Linked DNA regions of Mus musculus: all the other regions are linked to region 1. Evidence: chromatin contacts called from public Hi-C data. All regions are on one chromosome and are shown on one strand. The core of a region is the stretch at or near the end of the contact, and the rest is flanking DNA. Distances in the headings are between cores, read along the strand shown.

Region 1 (3,294 bases), core at 232-2,731:
TGCCTCTCTGTAACATTATACAGATGTAATCCCACGCCAGTGGCCAAGATCCAGGCCTGCAGTTTATTTTGGGTTGTGCAGGAGCCTGTGGGAAAATGCTTGAACATGTCTTAATCACTAGGGCAAATACCTTTCTTTCTTCCCTGAGTTCTAGCACGTTCTGAACTGTCTGAGAGCATAGAAAAGGCTGGGGCAGACACACTCCCTAGTGGCATGCCCTTTCTGCACTGCTCTGCCTGTGGCTGGGCCTGTGCCTCCTGCCACTTCCTCCTGGCTCTGAAGCTGCTCTGACTCAGGGTATACAAACAGAACTACATTAGCTCTGGGAAGCCCTGAGCATGGGATGGGGGGGGGGGGGGGGGCGGGGCTCCCTTGAGATGTAGTTCAAAATAAACACAACAGTAATAGCAATAGGAGTATAAAGAAGATCTCAGCTTCCCAGGTTAAAGTTTTTTGACTTTAACAAAATTTAAAAATTCCTCCAGGTATGTATGCGTGTGTGTGTGTGTGTGTGCACCTAAGAGTGTGTGGGGGGTGAGTGGATGGGGGTCACATGCATACATGTGATAGGGCATGCCCCCATTTCCTGGGACTTCGGAGACTCATCTGCACTGCTGGAACCAGTAGCAACTGAGAAGAGCTGCTTCAGCCCCAGGGGAGAGCGCTGAGCTGGTGAGGATCCTGGGATAGAGAGGCAGCCCATGGCACCCAGGTAAGGCAGCCACAGGTGCTGGGCCCTGGCAGCCAGGAAGCAGTGGGGCCAAGTTTCAGGTTCAAATAGAAGCTAGCCTGAAGGCGGTGCAGGGGCTGGGAGAACACCTCCTTAGCAGGCCAGGGTAGCTCATGTCTACAACCTGAGCTCTTAGGAGGCTAAAGCTGGAGTTTGAAACCACATAAGGCCATAGAGTAAAGACGAAAGAAAGAAAGAAAGAAAGAAAGAAAGAAAGAGAGAGAGAGAGAGAGAGAGAGAGAGAGAGAGAGAGAGAGAGAGAAGAGAGAAGAAAAAAGAAAAAATATTCTTCTGGAAGTTTCTAGAACATTTGTTTTCTATCGATGACTGTTCCAACCTCTGCCAGCCATGGTGAACTGGCAGTCCTTACAGAGGCTGCATTTTTTTTTTTCTTACAGACTTGTTTCTAGGGAAGGCCTCCTTTTCTAGCCTCAAGAGAAATTCTACCCCTAATCCTTCTCTCCATCTCGCCTTTCGCCTTGTCTCTCAGCTTCCTGCTGCCTCTCCTTAGTTGAGAAGAAATGCAGCCACAGAAGGAGTAGTCCTCAGAGCTCAGCTTAACCCCCTTTATCAGCAAGTGTCTTGACAGAGCCACCTACGTCGGTCCCCAGCTGGACTCCCAGGGCCTGTACAGTCCTCTGCCACCCACTCATTCCTCCTTCCCACTCCACCGAAACCTCTCCTTGTGGGCACATCTGTGCAGTCATTGCAGATCTTCCTCGCTGGACTGTGACTCACCGTCCTCCCCAGTGGACTGTGACTCACCGTCCTCCCCACCCACTTAACCACTGAGTCTGCCCAGCACCCTTTCTCTCACCACAGGGCAGAAGATGAATTTTGTGTCAGCTCAGCTAGAAGGCAGAGCCCATATTCAACCAAGCCCTAGACGCCGTTGTGCCTCCTGTGGTAAGATAAAGGTGTAGGACATAGCTCTGTGAAAAAAGTGCTTGTCCAGGCTATGTGAAGCCCTAGGTTTGACCTTGGAATCACATAAAACTGGGTGTAGTGGTGTGTACCTGTAATCCCCAAAAGTCAGGAGGTTCAAGAAGGAGCTGAGACGTTCAAAGTCATTCTTAGCTCTCCAGTAAGCTTCAGGTCAACCTGGGCTACGTGAGACCCTGTCACCAACCAACACGGATGCTTATTTCTCTAGAGAAACTGTGTCCGCACTCTGGTGCCCAACCTCCTCAGCCCCCAGCCACCTCTGGTCAGTATCTCTAATACCTTCAGTCAAGAGGGTGCATCCTTTGGGGGTACTCGAGCTCAGATCCTGAGTGTCCTTCTGAGTCTACACTAAGCCAGCTTTAAGCCAGCAGCTTCCGTGGGGGCAATGTCAAGGCCACAGAGGCCAGCCAGGTGCATGAGAGGCAGTGCCAGCTGCCACAGGTTGGGGTAGGAAGAGACTGATGCTCAGTCACTGCCAGGGGGAACATGGTCCAGTGTTGTGAGAGATCTCTAGTTTCCAAGAAAGACAAGAAATCTGTTTTGTAAGATTTCTCTGTTTAAAAATATTTTTTAAAAATGTTTTAAAAGAACTAGTCAGGCCCAACAAAATCTGTCTGCAAGCCAGATTCGGCCCTGGGGCTGCCAGCAAACAAGCTCCAAGTTCCACTATTCTGTAAATATTTAATAGTCTCCATTCCTTACTGTTTGCCCCCAGCCCTGAAAGTGTTGAGAGCAAAGCCTATAACTTGGACTCTCATACAGCCAACTTGAGGTGGGACAGTGACCTAGAGAGGTGGGGGGGGGGGGCAGGAAGGATGGGAGGTGTACTTAGCTCTCAACTGTTTCTCTACTTTGCCAAACACCTTTTTTTTTTTTTTAATCTGGCCCCTCCTCCCACCCCCATCACACCCTTCTATAGCCACACAGTTCTGAGGTTACACTCAGGATCCCACATGTAAACCAAACCTCTCTCAGGCCTGCCATTCCTCTCTTCACTGGCCCTTCCTGCTCAGCACCAGTGCTCACAGGGTGATCACAGCGTTGGCTCTGCCAGTTATGTGGGCAGGGCTCCAGTACCAGCTCCTCACTCAACAGTCAGCCATGACCTTAACCTTCTAGAGACTCAGTTTCCCCCACCGTCACACCTCGGCAATTTGTAGTAAGCTTTCACGACTCTTCAGGAAGTCTTATTTCATTCTGAGGACAAGTTGCCCACGGTAGTCAATATTGTTGAGTAGAATGTCTTGGTGCCTGTGCTGTCCCAGTGCCGCTGACCAAGGAGAAAGGGACAAACAAAACAAAAGCAAATAAACAAAAACCCTTGTTGATCTTTATCTATTTATTGTGTATCTGTTTGAGTGTGTGTATGTGTGTGTGTTTGTGTGTGTGTGTGTGTGTGTGTGTGTGTGTAGGAATATACATGCCACAGTGCGTGTGAGGAACTCAGAGAATAATTTGTGGGAGTCAGTTCTCTCCTTCTACCATGTGTGGTCCAGAAATCAAACTCAAGTGGTCAGGCTTGGTGGAAAGTGCCTTTTATCCACAGAGCCATCTTGCTGGCCCAACATGTCAACCCTTCTGCTTTGAATCTGAATCTCAACGACAAATCCAGGCAGGCT
Region 2 (3,294 bases), core at 335-2,834, 180 kb before region 1:
AAGGTCATCCCTGTGAATGTCTTACGAGAACATACATCAAGGGCCCGCAAGATGGCCCAGCAGGTGAAGTTCGGATGAGGGTAGTTGTTGTAAGAGCCCGGTAACTAGAACTTGATTTCCAGAATTCACATAAAACATGGACGGAGAGAGACAACTCCTCAGAGGTGTCCTCTGACCACCACATGCATATTGTCTCTTTCATACACGTACACAACACACATGCACCCACACATATGCACACATACACACAGAACACACATACACTACTGAAAAAAAAAAAAAAAAACACTTGTCACTTTGGATCAGGGCCCACTCATATGAGCTTGTTTAACGTAATTATCCTTTCTTAGTCCCTGTCTCCAGACACAGCCACATTCCAGGTACAGTAAGTGAGGATCTCCACGTATGAAGTGGGGCAGGAGAAGGACATAAGGGACAGACAGGAGGCCAAGCCCGGCAGGCTGCTTCTCCATCCTATACACCTAACCAGCTGTATGACTCTTGTGTGGCAGAACACTATGCAGTCATTAAAAATCAGGTCTGAGCTAGAGAACATACCCAAGGAGCTGAAGGGGTCTGCAACCCTATAGGTGGAACAACAATATGAACTAACCAGTACCCCCCAGAGCTCGTGTCTCTAGCTGCATATGTAGCAGAAGATGGCCCATTGGTCTTGCAAACTTTATATGCCCCAGTACAGGGGAAACACCAGGGCCAAGAAGTGGGAGTGAGTGGGTAGGGGAGCAGGGTGCAGGGGGTGGGGGGAGGGTATAGGGGACTTTTGGGATAGCATTTGAAATGTAAATGAAGAAAATATCTAATAAAAAAATTTTTTTAAAGGTCTGGGAGCCAGTGAGAGGTTTCAGATGGTAAAGACACATGACACACAGCCTGGCAGCCTGATGATATGTTACTGCCATCCCTTGTGGTAGAAGGCGAGAACCAACTCCTGCAAGCTGCCCTGGCTCTAGTGTATGTGCTATGTCATGTGTGCTCCCTGCCCCTCGAATAAATAAGCAAATGTTAAAAAAAATTTTTTTTTGAAAAAAAAAAAAAAGGTCTACATGATGGGTAGTGCTTGGAATGGAGAGGCAGGAGGATCACAAGTTCAAGACCAGCCTGGGACACACATGCTCCAGGTCAGCCTTTCAACTACATGAGAAAACAGAGAGAGACAGAGAGAGAGACAGAGAGAGAGACAGACAAACAGAGAGAAATAAGATTTGCAAAGAGTTAAACATAGAAACTTGCCCATAAGAATTAAGCGATTGAATATTTAATTTCAAAATGTACTGAATTTTAACCCATGATCCCAAATATATCAGAGGGAAAGGAATCGTTCTAAAGGCTTGAGGCAAGTTTGTAGGTCTTCAAAAATGTATATCTACCTAGAGCCTCAAAATGCAACTTTGTTTAGAAACAGACCTATTGATATCAAGCTGAAATCACCCTCCAGGGTAGTGGGACCCAGATCCAAAGAGGCAGGACACACAGAGAGACCTAGAAAGAAGGAAGCTGTGTAACAACAGTGACAGAGACAGGAATGACGTGGACACAGCCTACAAGTTCCAAAGGTGACGAGCAAGCAACTGACCAGGAGCTGGAACTACGGCAAGTTCCTCTTCTAGGCCCTTCATCAGGACCCCCGACTGCCCATGGCTGGTTTCAGATTCCTAGTCTCCTAGATATGCAAGAAGTGTTTGCTGTTTGAAAACGTATGGGACTGACCCACTAGGAAACTGCTAAAACAGAAGCACGGACGTGAGCCCCTCACAGTTCTGAAGACCTGCAATGCACGGCCTAGGTGCGAGCCTCAACTCAAGAAGAAAGGAGCTGGCCCTGAGATCTTAGTTGGTTCTATAAGACCAGGCCTCCAGCAGGCAAAGCTGACCTGGACCTAAACAATGTGATCTGCAGGAAGGAGGAGAAAATGGAAACAACTCAGGGGGAGGAAGAGGAAGAAGCCTTTGAGCACGAGGAGATTTGTCTCCAGCAGGCAGCAAAGCAGAAAATCGTGAGTAGGCAGCTGGGCTGCTTCCGGGATTGCTTCTTTTTTTTTTTTTTTTTTCTTTTTTTGGCCAGGACAGATGTAGCATAGCAAGGCTCCTGGTTTGCAGGCTCCACATCTGCATGCCTACACTATAAACTGTTTAGCCGGTTGCCTGGGATCCCCTGCTGCGGACCGGACTGGGAGGAAAAGAGCGGAAGGCGAATCCTGCGCCTGCGCAACTGTGCCCTGCCTGCACCTTGCTTCCAGTGCAGGGACCCTACATCATCCAAACACCCACCGTGCTTCCTCAAACCCCAGACAGAGCTGCAGTGGAACAGCAAGGGGGGGAACCACCTTTGCAGTGCCCACCAGGCTGCTTGGGGAGGGACGGAAGGACATCCCTGGAAGCAGTCGGTCTCAGAACGAGGGCCACTCCAGGCTAATCCACTGCCTCCAGCCACTGCATTTTCAGCTTGATAAATATTTGATCACTCACAATCAAGTACATTAGAAGAACTAAATGAAATACCCACCTCCCTTCTTTTCTGGGTTACTTCTACCCGCATAAGGAGGAAAATTTTCAATCCTTCAATGTAACATAAAGTTTGGTCATAGGATTTCTCTGACTTGCCATTCTAGACCACCACCACCCCCATCTCTATCTCTCTCTCTCTCTCTCTCTCTCTCTCTCTCTCTCTCTCTCTCTCTCTCTCCCTCCCTCCCTCCCTCCCTCCCTCCCTCTCTCTCTCTCCCTCTCTCTCTCCCTCCCCCTCCCCCTTTCTCTCCCTCTCCTTATACCTAGATTACAGAACTGATTACTGGCTGTGTGAATATAGAACTGAGAGAAAAGGAAACCTCTCCCTACAGCTCTTAGGTGATTAATGGGTTTGGCAAGCTACTGTGCCCACCCTGTGAGTGGAGGTCCTCCTACGTCTTCTGAAGAAGGAGTGGGGCGTACCCAGGAGGTCTAAGGGCAGCTAGCAGACAGTGGGACAGTGGCAAGCAGAGACTGAAGACCCTGCCCTCAAGCACGAGCGGGCCACTAGAAAGGCTTCGTCGATCTGGACAGCACTTTAGTTCATAGACAGGCCCATTAGTTCATAGACAGGCCCATTAGGGATGGTGAACGTGCCAAGGGTGGAATCAGAACTCCAAGGCCAGAAATGGAGTCAAAAAGACCCTCCACATAAGACAAAATCTACTCCCTCGGTGTGGGCTATCCAGTCTTCCCTGGAGGCTGTGAAAGTCAGTTCAAAGTTCAACGATTGTTCTGAATGTCTGCCATGACGCAGAGTCTAGTGTTT
Region 3 (3,294 bases), core at 290-2,789, 170 kb after region 1:
TTGTTCTTAGAACCTCCAGATGGCGATGCAAATCCTGCTGGCAACTTGATTTTTACAAAGCCAGTGATACATGTCAGACTTCTGGCCTCTAGAGCTGTAAAGTAATGAATCTATATTGTTTCAAGGCACTGTGTGGTATAAGTTAGTGCTGGACTATATGCACCCAAGCCTTCTGTTCTATCTATACAGCTAGTCCACAGCGGCATTACCTCCTTACTCCTGGTATGGTAATTTGTCTTCTTTTTTCTTTGCTAGTCTAGCTTAGAGGTTTATCAGTTTTGCTAATAAGAAGGAAATAAAAGATTAGGGATTTAGTTCAGTAGTTCAATCCCCAATTACACCCCCTCCACATACACACAAATCTCTAATCACACTCAAAGAAAAAGCAAAGCGGGGGGTGGGGTGGGGGGGGGTGGGGGGGTGGGGGGGGTGGGGCTGCACGCGTAGCTCAGTTGGTGGTATCTATCTGCATAAACCAGGTGCAGTGGCTCATGCCTACACCCAGGAGATGGAGGCAGGAGGATTGGAATGTTTGCGCTCATGGCCACTGAGCAGAGATGCATGCTCCCAAAGGATCACTGAGTTCAGTCCCTTGAGGAGGAAAAGAGCCCAGCCCCAAAAGCTGCTCTGACCACCACATGCACACTGCCTGCAAAGCGTAGCAACTTCCTGCAGTGTAATAAATAGAAAGTTGTTAGAAAGTTTAAGACACCTTCACATACTAGTGAGCTTTAAGGCAGTCTGTAGTACATAAGATTGTCTCAAGTATTTCACTGATTTGCTATTTTCTTTATTTTTAGATTTTATTTTTATTTATTTATTTATTTTTTTGTTTTGTTTTTTTTGAGACAGGGTTTCTCTGTGTAGCCCGGGCTGCCCTGGCACTCACTCTGTAGACCAGGCTGGCCTCGAACTCAGAAATCTGCCTGCCTCTGCCTGCCTCTGCCTCCCAAGTGCTGGGATTAAAGGCATGAGCCACCACGCCCGGCTTTTGATTTGCTATTTTCTTGTTTTCAATTCTTAATTTCTGTTCTTCCTTCATTATTTGCTTTCCTTTTCTCCATGTGCCTTGGGTTTCAGTTCGCATTTCTGATTTCATAAATGGACACAATGCTCGAAGCCTTCTTTCCATACATACACAGCACAGTCTCTGGTTGTACTTAGAGGATGTTCTTGTTTTTTTATTTTTTCAAGACAGGGTTTCTCTGTGTAGCCCTGGCTGTCCTGGAACTCACTCTGTAGACCAGGCTGGCCTCGAACTCAGAAATCCGCCTGCCTCTGCCTCTCAAGTGCTAGGATTAAAGGTGTGCACCACCACTGCCTGGCTAGAGGATGTTCTTCCATTTCCATTTTTTGTGTAGCTGGGAACAATTTTAAGTTTTATATGGACTTCTTTTTGATCTACTGTGTTTATAAGTGTTCTACAAGTCTGAATTTTTGTCATCTTTCGGATTTCCGGTCCTCTCTTATTACAGACAGAACACACACAATGACTTCCCTTCTCTGAAGTCTGCTGATACTCGCTCATAACTCAGAATGATTTATCTTGGCCCAGGTTCCTCATGTGCTTGGACAGTGCGTGTTCTGGGGCGGGGAGGTGAACATACTAAATGAGCCTGCGTAGCTGGCACTCAGAGCTTTAAGAGCTCTACTAATTCTCCAACTAATGGAAGCAGCAAGCCCTGCAGCTATGGCTGCACACGTGGCCCACTCCAGCTCGCCGTTTGTGCGGGCAGTCTGAAGCTCTGCAGCTGGTGCATGCATGTCATGCCTTCTTATGAAAAGACCTACTGCAAAGCCATGTGTATCTTCCTTTCTTCTCGGAACAGCTTTCAAAACTATTTTAAAACTTGGGGCTGTCCAGGTAATAGTGATGCACACCTTTAATCCCAGGACTCGGGAGGCAGAGGCAGGTGGATCTACAGGTTGGAGGGTAGCCTGGTCTACAGAGTAAATTCCAGCCAAGAAACCCTATCTCAAAAAACAAGCAAGCAAACAACACACACAATATTACATCATTCTCTCCATCCATCACCCACGTCCTGTTATCCCTCTCAGTAAACTCTCTTTCAAATTTATGACTTTTTATTCTTTAACTATCATTGTTTGTATGTGTATGTGTGTATGTATGTGTGTGTCAATAGGTACATAAGTACAACCTATTGAGTCCATTTACTGTTGCTTATAGGTATTATTTTTAAGGCTGAGCATCTGGGATTGGTGTAGAGAACATCTCTTGTGTACTGAATGGATTCAACACCTGTCAGTTAAAGCTGATTGACCTGTAACTGAGGCAGGAAATAGAAGATGGACAGAGAGGATTCTGGGAGAGAGCCAGGGGCAGGAGGATTGGCCCAGGAACATGAAGGAGGTCAGAAGCACGGGAGCTGAGCAGAGGTAACCAGCCATGTGGCAGAATTTAAGATCAGAATAAATGAGATACTAAGTTATGATTGAATTGGGGAATAGCCAAAGCTTATAAAAATAAATATATTTGAGTCTCAGAGTCATTATTCTTGAAGCCTAGGGCCAGGACGAAAAAGCTGACTTTTACAGATTGGGGAAGAGGAAATTCTTCCTTTCTTAGCAGTGAAACAGACCCTTCTTAAAGAGTATGACAGATTCCCAAAATGTCTGTTTTAGTATTTAGGAAAACTCAATGAAAATCCGATTTATCATTATGCTCACTGCCCATAAGCAATGTGTAGGAAGAGAAAAACAGAAAGTCCTGAAACCACAAGTCCCTTACTACAAACCTCTTTCCCCAAATAAACCAACACTTTAGGAATTTGAGGATAGTTCCAAATTTTCCCTGATGGATTACAGACTAATCTGTGTAAATTAGTGTTTGTGGAATACTAAAGTGGGGTTTAGAGAAAAAATAACTTTGAACGTGTCTATCAAATACCAAGAAAAAACAGACACAGAATAATCTACTAATCAACATATGCAGATAGAAAAGCAAAAAACTAAGGGCAAACATCAAGGAATGGAAAACGAAAACACCAACACAAATGACTAATATTAAAATAGACAAATCCCTGGGTGGGGTAGTTTACATTCATAATCCTAGTACCTAGGAGATAGAGGCAGGAGAAAATAGGAGTTCAAAGCCAGCCTGGGCTACATAAGACTAGAAAGGGCTGGGGGTAAGGGGAGATGAGATGGGGAGGGGGAGGGAGAGGGGGAGGGAAAGAGAATAAAAATAAGACACAATTTCTAGGAAGCCATTCAAGAGGGAAAAAAACTGCAAGCAAAATCATAGGTGTTGGGGACATGGCTCTGGTGGAGGGC
Region 4 (3,294 bases), core at 370-2,869, 140 kb before region 1:
CCTCCACATACAAGCTGTAGCATGCAAACACACATATGCACACACACACACACACAGAGACGCACACGAGCACACACATACACATGATAAATATGATCTAAAATAAAATTTAAGTATGTAGTTAAGTCCACAGCTTCCTGAAATCCACTGTTCCAGCCTTGATGTCTGACATATGTTGATATGTCCCACCACAGTTCATTTCAGTCCACCTATGACGTAGCAACCAGTTCCCAGATGCCCTGAACATTTAGCAATTGGTTCTTGCAAGCTACACTGAGCCAGCACCAGCACAGCTCTGCGGCACAGAAAGGTCCAAGGACATTCATTATTCAGTGTGGCGGAGTGGCAGAGTCAAGGTTGGAGTTTAACTCCGGTGCCTAGAATCTGACCACCACTCAGTGTCAGCCATCAGCATCACAAGGGAATGTGACCACTCGGGAACACTAATGGAGCATTTCAACGCATATTAAGACAACAGTGCAAACTCTTTACAATAACTCTATGGAATCTGACTTTAGTGGGGTTGTCTTAAATAATTAATGAAATGATTTGCATGTGGCTGATGGGGGGGGGGGAGTCTCCAATTAAGCACTTAAAGCTACCCTTTGCACATCCCCAGTCACAAAGAAGTTGCACAGCTGTCGAGTGGTGGCCAAGGGATTGGGTCTATGTCTGATTGCAGCCGCTTAACCACGTTTGATATTTACGTGAAAAGAGGAAACCGGCTAAAGCGTAGTGAATCTCTGGGCGACAGAAAAGCAAGCCTTTGAACCCCGAACCCAGAGTCAAGCAAATAAACCTACGTTTAAAAAAATCCATCAGCTAAGAGTAGAGCAGGTTACCCAACACCCTGGCTTTAGAGCCCCACCCCTCCGACGCGGCTGCTCTAATGGTGAAGACAAGAGAAAGCACACAAGGTGTCAACACAGCTCCTGGCCACAACCTAAGCCATCAAAGAGTGTTAGGTGTTATTAAGAACAAAAAGGATGGCACGATTCAAATCACCATTTCTGCACCGTGGGTTCTTTGTCTTGCCAAGTTGCCCCAAACTGTGGGTCAGGCAGGTTCAGGGGGAAAAACAAAGTGACTCCCCCGCCGTGTCACACAAGTTCCTCCCCCGCCCTGGTGTGCAGCCACCTTGGGACTCCACTTTTTTTGGCGCCGCGGGGCCGGCCACTCCGGGGATGCAGAGGTCCGGCGGAGCATCCTTCCCATTCCGCCCGAGAAAGAGGCTGCACGCAGGAGGGAAGCCTGGCTTCCCACGCTGCCTCGGAGTGAGGGGCTGTTAATGTGTCTCCCGTGGTTCCCAGACCTTCTCTAGAAAGAAAGCTGCTCTGACTCCCGCTTCAAGCCCAACTTCCTCCCCGGGCGGCTCCCCGGCTCTGCGCTCCCGCCGCGGCTGGGACAGAGCGAGCGGGGAGGAGCGCGGCTGCTGTCCGGGCGGCACAGCGAGCCGCGCCAGGGGACCCGGCGACCCCGTCCTTCCCGCGCCCAAGCGCCCGCAACCGCTTACCAGACGGCGGCCGCTTCCTGCTCAGTCGGCTCACGGCGCGGGTGAACATCGCCGCGGGCGTCCAGAGGACGGAGCAGCCGGGCAGCGCGGCGGCTAAGCCCGAAGAGGGCAAGGAGGAGGAGGAGCCCGCGCGACGCCGCCCCTCCAGGCTCCGCCCGCCGCCTCCTCCCCGCCGCGCTCCCCTCTCCCTGCCCACCCGCGCCCGTGGGCACTGGGTCCAGCCCTCAGTTACCCGCGCAGGGCAGGGCGCGGTGGCCCCGGGTGACCCTCAGCTCCCGCGCACATCCCGGTCCCTCCCCTCGCGGCCTGGAGACATACAGCGTTCGGTGTCCCTGCCAGGCCCGAGTCACCTCCCAGATCGCCCCCGGGTCTACCCGATTCCGTGGGCGCGCGGCCTGCTCACGCCGCGAATGCCCGGGAGGCGTCACCAGAGTCCCGAGCCAAGCCGCCGCGAGTGGGCGCCCACTCTGGCCCACGCCACGCCTGTGCCGGGGCTTCCAAGCCCCGGGACAAACCTCGGAGAACGCTGTCTGGAGCCTCTGCGGTTTCAGAGTGGATCTGAGCGCGCCAGCACATTTTTTAACTTGGACGACACTTGGGTGCAGTCTCAGGAGAACCTTTGCGCTCAACTACCGGAATCCTGTAGATCCCAGCGCCGGGCTCAACGCTCCTCCTGGTGCCAGTCACCTGCTCAGCGCCGCGCTCCACGCTCATCTAGTTTCCCATTTCTTTTTACCAAACAGCCCAAGAGGGGGGTGTCGTTAGCCCCATTTTCTTGAGCATTCGGTTTGCAAGGAATTGTCTTTCTGGCGAGTTTTATTTTTCTCCTTGTGGGTCTGGCTTTGTCTCGAAATTGGTCTTTATTTTTAGCTGTGCTAATTGCTATTTTTCTAAACCATTCCCCAGTCGCCCCCCCAACCCCCCGCGCGCGTTCTTTCGCAGGATTTTCACTAGTTGGCACTTTCCTTTATATCTTCTATTCTGAGCTTCCCATTTTGCTCTATTTTCCTCCCTTTTTGTCCACCCTGCAGTCCCAACGCCACCTCAGCCCTGGCCCTCTGTGGTTATTCACCATCTCTCTGCCTACCCTTCCCCACTCCATCATTTCCAAACACGGCCATTTGTGCTATCCAAAGAGGATGTTCCGTCCCCTGAAGGCTGCAGAGGTCTTCAGCTGCGGCTTGCAGGTGAGCACCATCAGTGTGGCTTCCAAGCCGGGGTTTCTGAATGTCTCCAGCTGCTATTGCCGCCCGCCCCCCCCCCAAGCTTCCTGGCCATTGAAATAGCTCTTGGGTCATAGGCTCTGTAAAAGCTGAGCCTAAACCGACACAGACACAGACATAATGGTGCTCTCCTTTAATCCCAGCAACCCCAGCACTCCGGAGGCAGAAGCAGGAAGATTCTTTGAGTTAGAGGACACCCTGATATACATAGCAATGTCTAAGGCAGCTACATAGAGAGTCAGAAGGAAGGAGTCAGAAGGGAGGGAGGGAGGGAGGGAGGGAGGGAGGGAGGGAGGGAGAGAGAGAGGGAAAGAGGAAGGGAAGGGAATGAAGGAAGGAAGGAAGGAGAGAGAGAAGGCAAAACCAAACCATCCCAGTGGGATCACTGCATTCTGAGAACAGTAACAAAATTTTCCCTGCCCACCTCCATTGAAAGCGTCCCCAGAGGCTGATCACAAATACACCGAAGCTAACACAGGAAAGGAGGAGACTCTAGCACAATGGAGTAGAAGTTAGACACAGGCAGCCAAAGCCAGCAGCACTAGCAGCCAGGTTCTT

What was found. Hi-C and Micro-C count contacts between places; a contact is called where the count stands out from the background.
Region 2: a contact with region 1 is called in a Hi-C map of bone marrow-derived macrophages, with 35 read pairs. The contact joins two enhancer-like sites. A contact is called at or near these places in 1 of 15 datasets of contacts at CTCF or cohesin (large pre-B cells), 16 of 484 Hi-C or Micro-C datasets (B cells, CD4 T cells, CD8 T cells and 10 more), 6 of 115 datasets of contacts at active chromatin or transcription factors (CD8 T cells, effector CD8 T cells, embryonic stem cells and 2 more) and 2 of 9 other capture datasets (adipose tissue and liver).
Region 3: a Hi-C map of bone marrow-derived macrophages shows a contact between it and region 1, with 24 read pairs. The contact joins two enhancer-like sites. A contact is called at or near these places in 2 of 39 promoter capture datasets (stem cell-derived epiblast-like cells and trophoblast stem cells), 1 of 15 datasets of contacts at CTCF or cohesin (large pre-B cells), 2 of 484 Hi-C or Micro-C datasets (bone marrow-derived macrophages and hematopoietic stem and progenitor cells), 1 of 115 datasets of contacts at active chromatin or transcription factors (effector CD8 T cells) and 3 of 9 other capture datasets (adipose tissue, liver and pancreatic islet).
Region 4: a contact with region 1 is called in a Hi-C map of bone marrow-derived macrophages, with 34 read pairs. The contact joins the promoter of Rgs10 here to the enhancer-like site in region 1. A contact is called at or near these places in 9 of 39 promoter capture datasets (the HPC-7 cell line, embryonic stem cells, pre-B cells and 2 more), 2 of 484 Hi-C or Micro-C datasets (the HPC-7 cell line and bone marrow-derived macrophages), 5 of 115 datasets of contacts at active chromatin or transcription factors (bone marrow-derived macrophages, embryonic stem cells and fetal liver) and 3 of 9 other capture datasets (adipose tissue, liver and pancreatic islet).

The regions. Positions count from the first base shown.
Region 1 is chr7:128,553,285-128,556,578 of GRCm38.p6, forward strand. No RefSeq gene overlaps it. Among named protein-coding and RNA genes, the nearest start is that of Bag3, 31 kb to the left of the region's middle. Within about 2 kb of position 1,482, at least 136 of the 459 cell types and tissues checked have an H3K27ac peak or open chromatin away from gene starts, as enhancers often do. A contact at or near this core is called in the HPC-7 cell line, bone marrow-derived macrophages and liver, where this site is marked.
Region 2 is chr7:128,377,472-128,380,765 of GRCm38.p6, forward strand. All of the region lies in intron 4 of Rgs10 (regulator of G-protein signalling 10), which reads right to left. Among named protein-coding and RNA genes, the nearest start is that of Gm39092, 12 kb to the left of the region's middle. Within about 2 kb of position 1,585, at least 34 of the 459 cell types and tissues checked have an H3K27ac peak or open chromatin away from gene starts, as enhancers often do. A contact at or near this core is called in bone marrow-derived macrophages, where this site is marked.
Region 3 is chr7:128,727,347-128,730,640 of GRCm38.p6, forward strand. The region is part of intron 1 of Mcmbp (minichromosome maintenance complex binding protein); the gene reads right to left. Among named protein-coding and RNA genes, the nearest start is that of Mcmbp, 11 kb to the right of the region's middle. Within about 2 kb of position 1,540, at least 55 of the 459 cell types and tissues checked have an H3K27ac peak or open chromatin away from gene starts, as enhancers often do. A contact at or near this core is called in bone marrow-derived macrophages, where this site is marked.
Region 4 is chr7:128,416,553-128,419,846 of GRCm38.p6, forward strand. It overlaps Rgs10 (regulator of G-protein signalling 10), which reads right to left and starts at 1,620. Exons shown (of 5, transcript NM_026418.2): 1 at 1,514-1,620. The coding sequence starts at 1,562.